Regions from separate parts of the Mus musculus genome. Here all the other regions are linked to region 2. A link is a contact called in public promoter capture Hi-C data. All regions are on one chromosome and are shown on one strand. The core of a region is the stretch at or near the end of the contact, and the rest is flanking DNA. Distances in the headings are between cores, read along the strand shown.

Region 1 (4,564 bases), core at 1,922-4,421, 1.0 Mb before region 2:
GCCTAGCAGAGCACATGGCATAGAAAGGAGCGAATAACCATGTGCAAGTGATTAAACAGGGTTTTCAAGTTGTTTATAAATAGCTGAATGTACAGTTAAGTCTGATACTGTAGAGACTGCTGTTACTTTTGAACTGAATTTTCATTTTATTTGTCCTATAGTGGCTCACACCTTTAATCCCAGCACTTGGGGGTAGGTGGGTTTTTTTTTTTTTTTAACTTTATTTTGGTGCTTAGAGAGTAAGTAAAATTTATAATTTATTTTCTATTAGTGGTTTTTATTTTGAAGACTATACTAAAGTACTCTGAAAAGGCACATCTGATATCTTCCTCTGTTACCTGACATGTCCAGGTCTTAATCATAGCCTTTTCTAACTTGTAAGCTTTCTGTCACTAAGTTGAATGCTATTCTTCATTAATGTGAACCGTACAAATTAGATCTTGAATGTGTCAAATGGTAATCGGATATAATTCTCTGCTTCAGAATTAATAAAGAGAATGTGTGAGTCTTCCATGGTGCCACTTCCTCAAGGACTGAAGCTTTGCTTCTGTTTCCATTCAGGAATAAAACTCTTTCTCTTGAACAGTCGTAATAATAATTTGCTGCTGAAGTAGCTACAGCAGGTATGTGGTAGGTATGTGGAATCAGTAAATGAGATGATTTTCAGACTTTCCCACATTTTCATAGACGTTACACAATTGGGAACCCTGTTACTTTTAAACAAACACACTGTACGGGCCACTGCCTGCATCGTTTACGGAAACTGGTTATTTTACTTGTCAGTACAATGTAGCTTGGTTACTGAGCCCTCTGAAGTTATAAAATGCATGAATTAAAAGAAGCATCTTCATTTACAAAATCAGGAGTGTGGCTGAGTTTTATAACGTAAAGCCTTCTTGAGGTCTAAGCTCACGAGGTAGCTCCTGTAACCAGCTAAGTCCGTGTATACGATCCCTTGTTTGATCAAATGATGCTACGTGGTTTTGTTGGCCATATAGCATTTTCATTGACTAAAATAATCAAATTTTAGAAAATGTCCTTCTTTATAGACAGAACCAGTTCTCATGGGCCAGGCAGCGCTGAAACCTGTGGCCTCCTGCTTTGGCCTTCTGAGTGTGGATCATGGCCAAGTGGCCACGTCTTGCTGTTTGTGTAGTTTTTCTTTTACTTCTTTGTGTAGCCTTGGGTGGCCTGGTACTTACACTGTGGACCACACCTATCTTGAGCTAATGGCAGTTCTTCTTGTTTTATCCTTTAAAATGCTCTGGTTACAAGCATGGGCCACTGTGTCTGACTTTGAAATATCGTTTTGTTATGTTTTGTTTCTTTTTGAGATGGGGTTTCTTTCTGAAGACCATGCTGGCATCAAACTCAGAGATTCATCTGTCTCTGCCTCTCAAGTACTGAGATTAAAGGTGTGTGGTATCCTGCCTGGCTTTAAAATATGTTTTTAAGGGTTGGAGAGATGGCTCAGTGATTAAGAACACTAGTTGCTCTTCTACAGGACCTGAGTTCAATTCCTGGCACTGACAAGATGGCTCACAACCATCCATATCTTCAATTCTCAGGGATCCGTAGTCGTCGTCTAATTGCCTTTGTTCATGCAAGCACACAGGTAAATGTGCAGGCAAAACAGTCACATAAAATAAAAAAATAAATCTTAAAAAAAAGTATTGAGCCCCATTCAATCCCTAATATCACTCCTTACCCAAAAAAGAAAAACAAACAAACAAACAAACTGTAACAGTAGACCCAGGCTTGGTGGGGAGACATGGCTCAGCAGTTAAGAGGACTGACTGCTCTTCCAGAGTAGCTGAGGTTCAGTTCTCAACACTCACATGGCAGCTCATTCCCGTCTATAACTCTGGTTCCAGGGCATCTGACACTCTCACACAAACATACGTTCAGGCAAAAACATTAATAAACATATAGTAAAAATAAATTATATACACACAAACACACATACACAGAGCCAGGCTTAAGATTTCTTGTCAAAACAAACAAAAGCAGAGAAAAACTTAAAAAGAAAGTCAAAGAAAAATTCATGCATTATTTCCTTTTAAAGGGAGCTTGGCTTTGGGACCCTCTTTTGTAGTCATTCATGTTGTAGTGTCTGAATGCAGTAGAATATACTCACTCAGAGTAGCGTGGCTTGAAGGATTGGCTTTATCCCATTTACTTCCTTTTATTTAGGGAGATGGACAAGGGTGTGTACTGAAAGGCTATACTTTAAAGATCACCCTTCATGGCCTCTAAAAATGAACAGTGAGCCTTCACCATTGTCTTTGTTGTTGGTTTTCTTTGTGTTTTGCTTTAAGACTGTGTCTCATGTGATCCAGTTTGGCCTTGAACTCTTGATCCTCCTGCCACCTTAGGATTGCAGGACTATAGGATTTAAGAACCTTTAAAAATTAGAAGGTAAAACCCGGCACTTGGGGGCCAGAGGCAGGTGGATCTCTGAGTTTGAGGCCAGGCTGGTCTACAGAGAGAGTTCTAGGACAGCCAGGGCTACACAGGTCAAACAAAGAAACAAATAAAATAAATACATTAGAAGGTGGCTAGGTGTGGTGGCATGTGTCTTCAGACCTAGCCTTGGCAAGGGGAGGGAGGAGGATGAAAAGTTCAGTTACCTGGTGTGTTCAAGGTCGGTCTGGGCCTCAAGAGAGTCTGTCCCAAAAAATAGGCTCAGAGTTTGCCTGTTATATAAATTTGTTAGAATTCAGCCTTACTCTTTCTTTAATTATTAGCAATTATGGCAGCCTTATGATAATGTTCAACTTTCAATGCGAACCTGAAATGTTGGTGGCCTCATAATAGGACCTATTTAAACAAATGAATCCTACACAGAAATGTCTAATCAGTTTTGAAGATAGAGAGTACTGATCTCTCGAGTGTGAGTTTTTTTATGCATAAATGCTTTTCTGACTGCTGGGACTGAACTATGTACTCTGCGCATGCTCAACACAGGCGCTGCCACTGAACTACAGCCCCCACCCCCCACAAAAGAAGCAACTCTTTTTGTTTTAGGATTTATTTTTAATTACCATGTGTGTTACTTTAGGTGTGTGCACGGAGGCTAGAAGCCTGGAGCTGGAGTTCAGGTGGTTAGGAACTGATTGACACGGTACTGGGAACTTATTTGTTCTGAACTGTTGAGCCGTCTCTCCAGCCTGCTCCCAGGAATCAACTTAAAAAACAAAACAAAACACCCAACGACTTACCTGTTTGTTCAGTCGCCACTGAACTGAAACAGCAGCTTGATTCATTCCCTGCTTTTGAATTTTTTTAGGATGATTTGTGTGATAGTGTGAGTAAGCCTTTAACACTGAATGCTTACTTTTAATATATCAAATAATCAAAATATCCCACCTTTTAAGTATGGTTTCCCACAAGTCTTTGTTGAAAAGTTGTTTTCAATTTTCTTACTATTTCTGAATGATTACACTCATTTGTGTGTGTGTGCATGTGTGTGCGTGTACATACATGTGCATGTGTGCATATGCATGTGCTTGTGACATCTTTCTGAGTTTTTTTCTTGACCATATTAATTTTTCCTTCAGCGCTCTGTGCGTTTGCCGATGTAGACCATGTAGAGATAAAGCTTTCTCTTATTTTAGACTGCTATATTGGACCAATGGAGAAGCCTTTTCTATAGAAAGATTTTCTTTGTTTTATAGAAAGATAAGCATTGATCATCTCACCTGCAGTTTACCTAAAGTTTAAAGACCACACTGTAAACCTAAGACATGGCTCAAAGTACTCGAGAGAGACGGCAACAGAAAAAATATTAACATCTTTATTATTTACTGAATATTTTTGGGGGGTGTGTGTGTGGTACAGCCTTTTTTTTCCCCCTCTGTTGATGTCACTGTAAAGTGTCTCAGACATGGACTTTGTTTTGCTCCATGCCAAGTGATTGCTGAATTTATAAGGAGCTTTCTTTTCTAAGTGGTGACTGTCCCAACCACATTGAGGGCGACTTTCCTGAGAAAGTCACAGCACGGGAAGCAACAGCTCCTTTTGTTTTGTTTTTAAACTCTTGAAATGGTGTTGGGACATCAGACCTCAGCCACAGTGAAGTTTTCCAGACTCACGTTGTTGCATGATTAATGTCCCTGTTGAAGTCATATCGGCATTACTGTCTTCATTGGCTTTAATTCAAATGAAATGTCCCCTTTGGGTTAACTGTTGTTTGGATTTTTTTTACCTAGAAAAATCAGAACATAAAAGTGAATGCTTTTTTCTTTCTTTGTGATGCTGAAAACCAGCCCATAAGCATAAACAGCAGATGCCCTACCACCGAGCTATACCTCCAGACCCAAATATGTATTTCAAAGTACTATGTCCATAAAAATCTTGTGAGGAAAAAAAAAAAAATCCCAAGGACCACAGTCTTTGACTTGGTAGGAATATTTACTGATTTCTCAAACTTCTTGACATTATTCAGACATCACAAGTCAGAAGTCCTTAGTCCCATTAAATAAAATAAATAGGTCTTCCTTTTGAGACTGGATCTCAAACACATTATGTTGCCCAGGCTGGCCTTGAACTTGCTTTTAGTCAG
Region 2 (4,598 bases), core at 1,468-3,967:
GAGTAAGGCCGGTGTGGGCTACTGTGAGACTCTAAAACAACAAAAGATCACCACTGCCCAAAGCCCCCAAGTTCAACTTGAACAACGTGAGGGAAGCTGGGTAAGAACGGAGGGGAAAGTGCCAATCTCCTCTTAAAGTTCAACCTAGTCTAGCTGATGGCCAGGACAGTATTATGTAGCCATTTATTAAAAACGTGTTCCCAGTATCACAGCCTGTAGTGAAGAGGCTGTGGCCAAGAATCAACAGTTAATTCTATCCTAGCAGTTTCCTTCTGTGCCTGGTGACTTCCGGCTTAAGGGGTTACCTTAGTATTTGAAGGTCTGATGATGAAGTAGGTAAAGGAGACACCAGTTTGGTTCCTCCTGCTTTCCTGAGATACTGCAGTTGAGAAGCAGGGGGGAGGAGAGCCTCACTGACTTGTCACACACAGTGTAACAGTGCCAGTGTGGGTTACTATTCTCTGCTCAGATATCTGGGCATGTTGCCAACACCCAAAAAGGAATGGCTTCTCTCTTGCGGGGCATTAATGACCTTCCTGCGGTTACAGGCTGCTTTGAGAATGTATTGTTTAGTTGTAAAGCTTTAAGTTTTCCCTCTGTTATTCCCCAGAATAGCATTCTCTTTTTACTTTCTATTTGCACATTTTTCTGCAATATAAAAGACAAACAGTATCATTCAGATTCCTCTAGGTGTCCTTAGCTGATTCCCCTATGGACAATGACAGAGTTCCTTTTAAAAAGGATTTGAATTGTCAAAAAAAAAAAAAAAAGGACAGCTTTTTTTTTCTTTCTTTCTTTTTTTTTTTTTTTTTTTTTTCTTTTCTTTTTTTATGAGACAGGGTCTCCCTGTGCAGCCCTGGCTGGCCTGGAACTTAGTATGTAGTCCAAGCTGGTTTTGAAATCACAGAGCCTCCCAAGAGCTGGGATTTAGGACGTGTACCACCACGGTGACTGGAACTGACAGGTCTTTTCTAAAGCAGCAATTTGCTTGCATCCTCTTCCCAGGAGGCAAGATGGTTATGAATCATGTGAGACTGCAACATCACAGAACTCTTCTACCTGGAACAACTCATGTCTTCTGGCCCAGATGTGACCTTCTAAGGGTGAGGCCAGTTCCATCTAGTGAATAACAAACTCTACACTCTAACTAGGGGCCCTGGATCTCTCTGACCTTGGGAAATCAAGGACCATGACAGGCTGTTTTAAGATTAGATGAAACAATCCTTAAATGCCCCTTTAACTTCAGAATTTCAACACTCTGAATGACATGTAACAAAGCTATCAGATGTTACATGCTGATTCTGTGGACTTATTTCCTAAAGGGGATTATGAAGTGATTTGCCAAACACATAATACAATCCTGGTAAATGGGAAGAACAAGAGACCCTAGGTGCAAGCCTTATGACCTTGAGCAACTCGCATTCTGAGTCTCAACAAATTAAATTTTAGTATTTAAAGTGGGGTTTTGGATAAGATGATTGTAAAAAGGTTTTCATATAGGCCTAACAGCCTAAAGTCTGAAGTTCTTGGATAACTAGTGCCACTTTATTACTAAAATTATTAAGACAGAGACTGCTTAAGCCATAATTTAAATAACTACTTATGTGTCAAAATAACTAGGCAACAATGACTGGAAATTAGTAATTATTCCCTTAGGGTTTCTTATAGAGATTGAGGGAGTTTTTGTCCTTGTTTGAAAACATGTCTCCTTGGGTTCTGTGAAATTTCCAATTCATCCAAAAATTTTCAATTCATCTCACATTTCCCATCTTGATATTAAAGGACAACACGTATTTTTAAAATGTAAATTTCAAAGTACTTAGCAATTTCCAGTCTGGTGGCAAATGTCACCTTCAAACAGCATGAAGATTAGTCCTACGTCAGAGCTCTCTTTCACGTCACCCCCCTCCGCCCGCTGAGGACAAGATAGATCTAGAGCTTCAACAAGATGGTTACGTTACATCTGCAAGGAGGCCTTCAGAATTTATGACAGAGTAGTAAAGAATATCGGCACTGTTTGACTAGCGATGCTAGTCCTGTCATTACAAACGGAGATCAAGAATAGGTTTTCAGTAACATTTGTTTTCTTTTAAATCAAATATGGTGGAAACATGTCTCCTGAAAACTGGGATCATAACCTGGAGCACTACCGGTAAATCAACATCAGAGGCCTATTCTTTCCAAGAGCTTAAGAGGCAAAATAGTGTTAGGACCTAATTCTTCCCCTCCCATAATTCTCATCCCCCACAACAAATCCTTTAAGGTCCTTCGGAGAAAATTTTGTCCCTCCTGCGCAAGGACTGAGACCCGACTTTCCAAGGACAGTGATTTCTCTAGAGTCCTTGCGAACCCCTTTCCAGTATCTGGGTTACTGCGACAGTCGTGAGAATGAGTCAGATTTTGCAAACCGCGCGGAGGACAGCTCCCGGCATTACTGCTTTTTAAAAGCGCATCAAGCGCAGGAGGAGGCCGAGAGGCCGGAGCTGCTGCAGGTTCCAGGAGCCCACACTCACCATTATTGCAAACTGCAAGGCCGATCTCTGCACCTGCAAAAGGCAGTCTCCAGCAGTCAGGTCACCTCTACAGCGGAACAGACTCTGGGAGAGAACGCGGGGCTGGCCCGCAAAGGTTCGGCTGGAGACACGGCCCTTTCTGGGAAGTGTAGTTCTTCCGGCGACCTCTGGCGCCCACCTTCGTGCATTCCTGACAGTGCTAAACTACAATTCCCCCAAACCCCTTCTTCCTACGCGCCTCGCTGCAAAGTAGTCCCGGGGCTGAGCCTCGGTGATTGGAGCGCGTCTGTGAGCAGAGGGTTGGTGCTTTGAGTGAGGCGCCTGCCTGATGGCGCTCAGCAATTGGCAGGAGAGGAGGCGTTAACTCGAGGGAGGAGAAACGACCCCTGAGCGACAGCACACGTCGCTCCACCGAGAATCTATCCTCCCCCAAGACTAAACAAGGGCGGCTAAGAGACCTTCCGTTGCTTAAAGCCCGCTCGACCCGGAAACAAAACCTTTTAAAAACTCTCTCAGAGGCGGGAGGAATTGACGCTTGCGGAAGAACGGGCAGCTTCACCGTTGCTAGGCGACGAGGCAGCCTCACCTGAGCGCTCTCCAGACCAAGAGCTTGTGGAGCTGTGTTCTCACGTCCCAGGCTGGTGAGCTCGGCCCCGAGGGTTTTTATCTGGGGGTCAGAACAGGGTGCGGCACTGATGCGCGTATCCTGAATCCGAAGCCGGTGGTTGTGGGCGACCTCCGGAGTCCCCTGTTAGTGTCAGGAGCGTGTGGATGCCACAGTTTTCAGGAGGGACGAAGAGTGTCTTGCAGTTTGAGTCAGTGTAACTTTTCCAAAGTAAAGTCAGAAAGTTTTGTTTGTGGAGTGAGCCCCTTCCTTGTGTTTACTTGTGGTGTACCGATCTAATTTTCTTTGCCGACTGTGAATATTGACACTTTTTGCTCATTCTCTTTTTGGAAACCTGTTACTTCCAGGGGAAGTTGGGAGACACTGATTGTTTCAGGCGAAATGTTAGCAGCTAAAACATCTCAAGAGGCTTTCATTTAAAATGAAAGTTGTTAAGGGAAATCTGTATTCTCCGTTTGTTGTACGGATATTCGAAAACATGTGCCTTGGAACAGACCAATGAATATGCTCTTGGTCTAACGTCAGAATTTTCTGTCACTATTAAATGGATGGTGGATGGCTTCAGTTTTGTTTTTGGAAGATTTAGTATTTGGAGAGAGAAATATGATGCCTTAGTCAGGGCTTCTATTTCTGCGATGAAACACCATGACCAAAAGCAGGTTAGGGGAAAGGATTTATTTGGCCTACTCTTCCACATTTTGGCCCATCATTCGAGGAACTCAGAATAAGTAGGAATATGGAGGGCATGAGCTGTTGCAGAGACCATGGAGGAGTGCTGCTTATTGGTTTGTTCCTCATGGCTTGCTAAGTCTGCTTCTTTATAGAACCCAGGACCACCAGCCCAGAGATGGCAGCACCCATAAAGGACTGGGCTCTTCCCCATCAATCTGTAATTAAGAAAATGCCCTATGGGCTTGTCTACAGCCCGATCTTTATGGTGGAAGCATTTTTCTTTTCAATTGAGAATTCCTCTTAACTTAAGACTGACTGTAGCTTGTGTCTGGTTGACATAAAACTAGCCACTTCTGGGTCCAATAGCATTTAGGTTTCAATAGACTGTAGGGTACTTGAATGACTCCTAGAATCACTTTATTCATTTGATGCCTTAATTTTGTTCTTGAGCACTGATCTTTTTATAATGGAATGCTTCCTGTGTCTCTGTCCACATTTAGTTCATTTGTGGGTTGCATTTCTAAATGTTACCTCTGTGTCAGGGACTCTCAAATTCCAGGGCATGTCTCTGTAGTTTCTGTTTCTTCTTGGTTTTCTAATAGGCATTAGTTCTGTTACTTTATAGTACTTCCTACTGAACAACCATATGTGCAAATATCACACTCTAGAGATAGCATGACTTGCCTCCAGTTTCACTTGATGGTTGAGGGAGAGATTACAGGATTTTCAAGTGAAGAGAGAAGGGCTGGAGCTGATTTGATAGTGATTGTTCTAATCTGCTCTGGGAC
Region 3 (4,489 bases), core at 228-2,727, 1.1 Mb after region 2:
AGCAGATTACATCTGTGAAAGCTTATATCTGAACTTGTGTCTCATTTATCATGAAGTCTGTAAGAAATCTGGCAGTCTTAGTTAACAAATTTATTAATAAGCAAATATAGTGGTGGATTACCTTAGGGTTAAGGCGCTAAGTCTGTTTTCTTCCTGTCAAACAGCTAAAGTTACCTTAGCTATCAATGTAGTCAGAAATCTGGGGAAGAGTAAATTATAATCTATGAGTCATGTATTAATTAAAAAATAACAGGGTTCGTCTATAGTCCACTACCTAAACAGTTCCCAGGTTGCTGTGGTCTCCATGGCAACGTGGGCAGAGTCAGACCCAAGTTGTCAAGCCCAGAAGATGAAGAGCTTTTCCTCTGTGGAATAGATTCGTGTGAAATGAGAAATGACTCACCTTTACTTACACAATATGAGGCATTTGACTCTCAGTGTATCCAGTTTTGTCCACAGTGTAGACCAAACCTGGGCAGGGCAATGGCAACGTTTTTCAGTGGTTTTTATACCACAATCCAGGCAGTCTATTGTAGCTGTCTCCATTATTTTCTGAGACCTTGGGGGTTAACTGTTAGGCTTTGCAAATCTCTGTCATAAGTTTGAATACTAATATATTAGCAGACTTCTGACAAGTAGTATCTATTTGTCATATTTGAGTTAGACAATAGAGTACACTATAACTTAGTGGCAGTAGCAAAAATCATTATTTGTCAAGGCATGATGGAACAGAAATCTTAATTGTTAGATAACTTTGACAGGCTGTATTAGCAGAGAAAATTACATGAAGAGAGACACACATAGAGACAAAATTGTCTAGTGTACCCTTGGCTTAGAGTTAATGTGGACCAGAATGGACAGAAACCAGAAAGCTGACAGCAGTGGCATGAGACCATGGCAACAGAAAGTGAGTATATCCATGTACCACGAACTGAGCTAGTGGGGGTAGGGGATGTAAATTGTGGGAACAGGACAGGGGCATGGGAGTACCAAGTGGCACTGGCTCTGGGCTTCATACTATGGACAAGTAGTGCTGACCACCCCCTGGGTGGGGGGAAGAACTGAGAATGTAACAGAGAACATCCGACAGGGGGACTGGGGAGATGTCTGCTCTGGGAGACAGTGCACTGTGGAGACACCAGGCGCACCTGTGCAGTGGTAGCGGGGGGGGGGGGGTGGCGGGGGGGGAAGGACTGGATGGTAGCAGCAGAGTTGCACAAGGAAGGGAGAGCAGGAGATAGAGACAGACACACACCAGGCCTTGTGGAACCAGCAAGCAGGGTGGGGCTTCCTCCTAGCAGCCAGAAGCACCAGTAGATTTCTGTCTCCTAGCAACTTCACCCAAGTGGTGTGACAGATCTCTGTCACTAAATGCCAAACGTATGGTGGAGTACAGTGGGCAGGGGCTGAGAACTGAAGTGAGAGACACTGGACTTGAAAGCGTGCCCGCAGTAGTCCTGGGCAAGGCAGGGCCCCTGGCTTTGTTCACCACCACCCCCACCTGCTGCCCTCTGCTGCAACAGATTCAAGGGGTCAGGGTAATGCTGTGGCGTGCACGGGGCCTGCTTCGGGTCATGGGCGAAGCTGGTGGCCTTGGAGTGCTGTGGCAGGATCAAGGAAAGGCAGTAAGAGTGGCAAGCAAGCAGGGCAGGGTGATCATCAGCAAAATTCATGCCCAGGCAGGGATAGAGGCAGGGGAAGACACCAGAACAAAAGCAAGGGAGGAGCAGGGTAATAACTTTTTTTCCCCCCTGCTGTGATGCAGAGCTTGTGCCCATGCCACAAAATATTTGGGCAGGGGCAGTATCAGCTGTGGGGGGGGAGCAGGGGGGGAGAGGGAGAGGGAGAGGGAGAGGGAGAGGGAGAGGGAGAGGGAGAGGGAGAGGGAGAGGGAGAGGGAGAGGGAGAGGGAGAGGGAGAGAAAGAGAAAGCACACGTGAAAGAGCACAGGGGCAGGTGGCCACAGGGAAGTGCAGTGTCTCAGCAAACAGTGTCCCAGGCTAGATGCAAAGGTTGGGGTGAGAGCTGCTCCCCCTCCCCGCACCTGGAAGTGAACTGGGAGCAGAGCAAATGGTGAGAGTATGATGGACCAGGGAGGAGGAAGCCTACACTACGGATCACTAGTGAGAGAGTTGTTTTAAAATGCTAGTTTAGTAGCCATGTAGAGATATTGCTTGCTGGGTACTGTGAATTAGACCTAGAAACACCCCAGTAAGTAGGGACAAGGTGGCAAAGACCAACCCAATGGATGTGGAAGTTATTAAAAATATTCCTACCGGCATCCCAAGAATGAAATTTAATAGCAAAATATAAATGTGCAGCCAGGCCAGATCACCAGGTCGTCATGTGCTGAACTTGGATGCTATGTTGATCCGGACTCAGTGGAGAAAGTGACCCACCTAAGCTTAGGAATTTGTCTATGGCAGCAGGAGAAAATGGTCTCCAAGCCGGGGTGGGGGTGGGGGGGTGGGGGGGGTGGGGGGGTGTGGGGGTGGGGAGGGGGAAGGAGTCACTCAAGGATTAGAAGTCCTAGAATGAGGGTCAGTGAAAAGACCAATCATAAAGACTGAATGTCTCCATCCTCAAGGGCAGCACAGAAGTGGCTTTGAGCTCAAGAACTCTCCCCTGGGACCATGGGGACATTTACTCTGACCAGTGGGGGAGTGGAGCTTACCTGTTTTCCAAAGTGGGCTAGTGGGTGATGGCTCTTCATGTGGTAGCAGGGGGGATATGAACCTGCAGAATTTCTAAGTCTGAGTTACAGCACCAAATGTTGTGTTTTATAAAAAGTTAGAAAGGGGAGGAATATGTTTGGTGGATGTGCAGTCGGGTATGGGGAAAGAAAGGGATGCTTCAACCAGCCCATGCTGAGGCATCCCTTCCCCCCCTCCCCCCCAGGGACCAGCCACATGATGGTATAGTACAGAGTTTATTCAGGGATGGGGAGTGGAGTTGAGAGGGTAGTAGAGACAGAGAGGCAAACAGAGAAAGAGAGAGAGAGAGAGAAAGAGAGAGAGAGAGAGAGAGAGAGAGAAGGAATAGAGGCAGGCCATGAGCACATGGAGAGAGAAGGGAGAAGGGAATGGGGAGAGAGGCGAAGCAGGAGGGAGAGGACTGAGGGAGAGCAAGAAGGCAGGAGAAAGAGGAGGGGTCAAGCAGCCCATTTTATAGTGAGGCAGGCCAACCTGGCTATTGCCAGGTAGCTGTGGGGCGGAGCCTAGACAAAATGCTAACAGACTTCACCCTCTCTTGCTCTTTACATGCCTGTGTCCAGATATCCCCTTTTAATAATATTATTTATAATAGGGCCCACTCGAATTACCTCATTTTAACTTGATTACCTCTTTAACAATCTTATTTCCAAGTAAGACCTATTTTGAGAACAACACACTCTTTCTCTCCCCTCCAGAGAAAGATACAATTCAATCCATAATTCTGAGATAACACAGATACACTGAGTCCAGAACATAGCAGCAGGAAGCACAGTTAAAAAAGCAACAACAGGGCTGGTGAGATGGCTCAGTGGGTAAGAGCACCCGACTGCTCTTCCGAAGGTCCAGAGTTCAAATCCCAGCAACCACATGGTGGCTCACAACCATCTGTAATGAGATCTGACTCCCTCTTCTGGAATGTCTGAAGACAGCTACAGTGTATTTACATATAATAAATAAATAAATCTTAAAAAAAAAAAAAAAAGCAACAACAACAACAGAAAACTGAGGCAAGGCTTAGGCATCAGCAGTGGAGCCTGGTCAGCACAGTGAGGCATTGTGACAAGAGAAATGTGGAAAACAGCTTCACATTGAAGCTGAGTTTGGAAAAATAGCAAATTAAACTTCCTAGTGGATATTTTAAACTGTCACTGGTCTTAATTCTAGAATAATTCATCTTTAAAGAGCAATTATATCTTGATTTGAAGAGGCAGCAGGCTTGATAATTCTAAGTTTTGCTTTGATTCTTTTTCTACTGTTCTATTCAAGTAAAAAAAATACTGCTTTTTTCATGGAAATCGACATTCAGAATATGATCCTAGTTTTGCAAACTTGTATTTCTCCTACCTATGGAGTCCTACGTCCTGCTTCAAACACCGACCAGGGTTACCTGGGGGCACGGGGACTTAGAGGAGAGGGTTTTTCAACTTTGTTATACAATTCTGTATACTTGAACCCTTTGTTGCTTCGAACACACCTACAAAAAATCCATTCTCTCTCTCTCTCCCTTTCCCTCTTCCCCTTTCCCTCCCCTTCCCCCTGCCCCCTTCCCCTATCTATCCCCTCTCATTAGGAGGCACATTCGGTACTATAAGGGAGCCAGTCCAGGGGTTGGAGGCAGGGTTGGGGATGCTGTGGCAGCAAACAAAAGACGTCAGCATTGTCAGGAGAATGTTCTCACCAGGCTTCTATCCCACCAAGTTGTGACAGAAGTGTCCTTTAACTACAGGTGTCACCTCATCCACTCAATAACAGTCACACTTGACCCCTGAAGATCC

The links. Promoter capture Hi-C pulls out the DNA fragments that hold promoters and counts their contacts.
Region 1: a contact with region 2 is called in a promoter capture Hi-C map of liver, with 2.7 times the contacts expected there. The contact joins the enhancer-like site here to the promoter of Mdh1 in region 2. A contact is called at or near these places in 5 of 39 promoter capture datasets (the C10 cell line, embryonic stem cells, liver and 2 more), 4 of 484 Hi-C or Micro-C datasets (B cells, CD4 T cells, embryonic stem cells and 1 more), 2 of 115 datasets of contacts at active chromatin or transcription factors (acute myeloid leukemia and astrocytes) and 2 of 9 other capture datasets (adipose tissue and liver).
Region 3: a contact with region 2 is called in a promoter capture Hi-C map of hippocampal neurons, with 2.5 times the contacts expected there. The contact joins the enhancer-like site here to the promoter of Mdh1 in region 2. A contact is called at or near these places in 2 of 39 promoter capture datasets (cranial neural crest and hippocampal neurons), 1 of 484 Hi-C or Micro-C datasets (B cells) and 1 of 115 datasets of contacts at active chromatin or transcription factors (bone marrow-derived macrophages).

What each region holds. Positions count from the first base shown.
Region 1 is chr11:20,547,375-20,551,938 of GRCm38.p6, forward strand. It overlaps a transcript of Sertad2 not described here. Among named protein-coding and RNA genes, the nearest start is that of Gm32142, 71 kb to the left of the region's middle. Within about 2 kb of position 3,172, at least 8 of the 459 cell types and tissues checked have an H3K27ac peak or open chromatin away from gene starts, as enhancers often do. A contact at or near this core is called in embryonic stem cells and liver, where this site is marked.
Region 2 is chr11:21,569,217-21,573,814 of GRCm38.p6, forward strand. Mdh1 (malate dehydrogenase 1, NAD (soluble)) reads right to left here and starts at 2,718. Exons shown (of 9, transcript NM_008618.3): 1 at 2,514-2,718. The coding sequence starts at 2,516. Wdpcp (WD repeat containing planar cell polarity effector) reads left to right here and starts at 3,065. Exons shown (of 18, transcript NM_145425.3): 1 at 3,065-3,154.
Region 3 is chr11:22,660,939-22,665,427 of GRCm38.p6, forward strand. All of the region lies in intron 2 of Gm40816 (a long non-coding RNA gene), which reads left to right. Among named protein-coding and RNA genes, the nearest start is that of Gm40816, 9.1 kb to the left of the region's middle. Within about 2 kb of position 1,478, at least 40 of the 459 cell types and tissues checked have an H3K27ac peak or open chromatin away from gene starts, as enhancers often do. A contact at or near this core is called in hippocampal neurons, where this site is marked.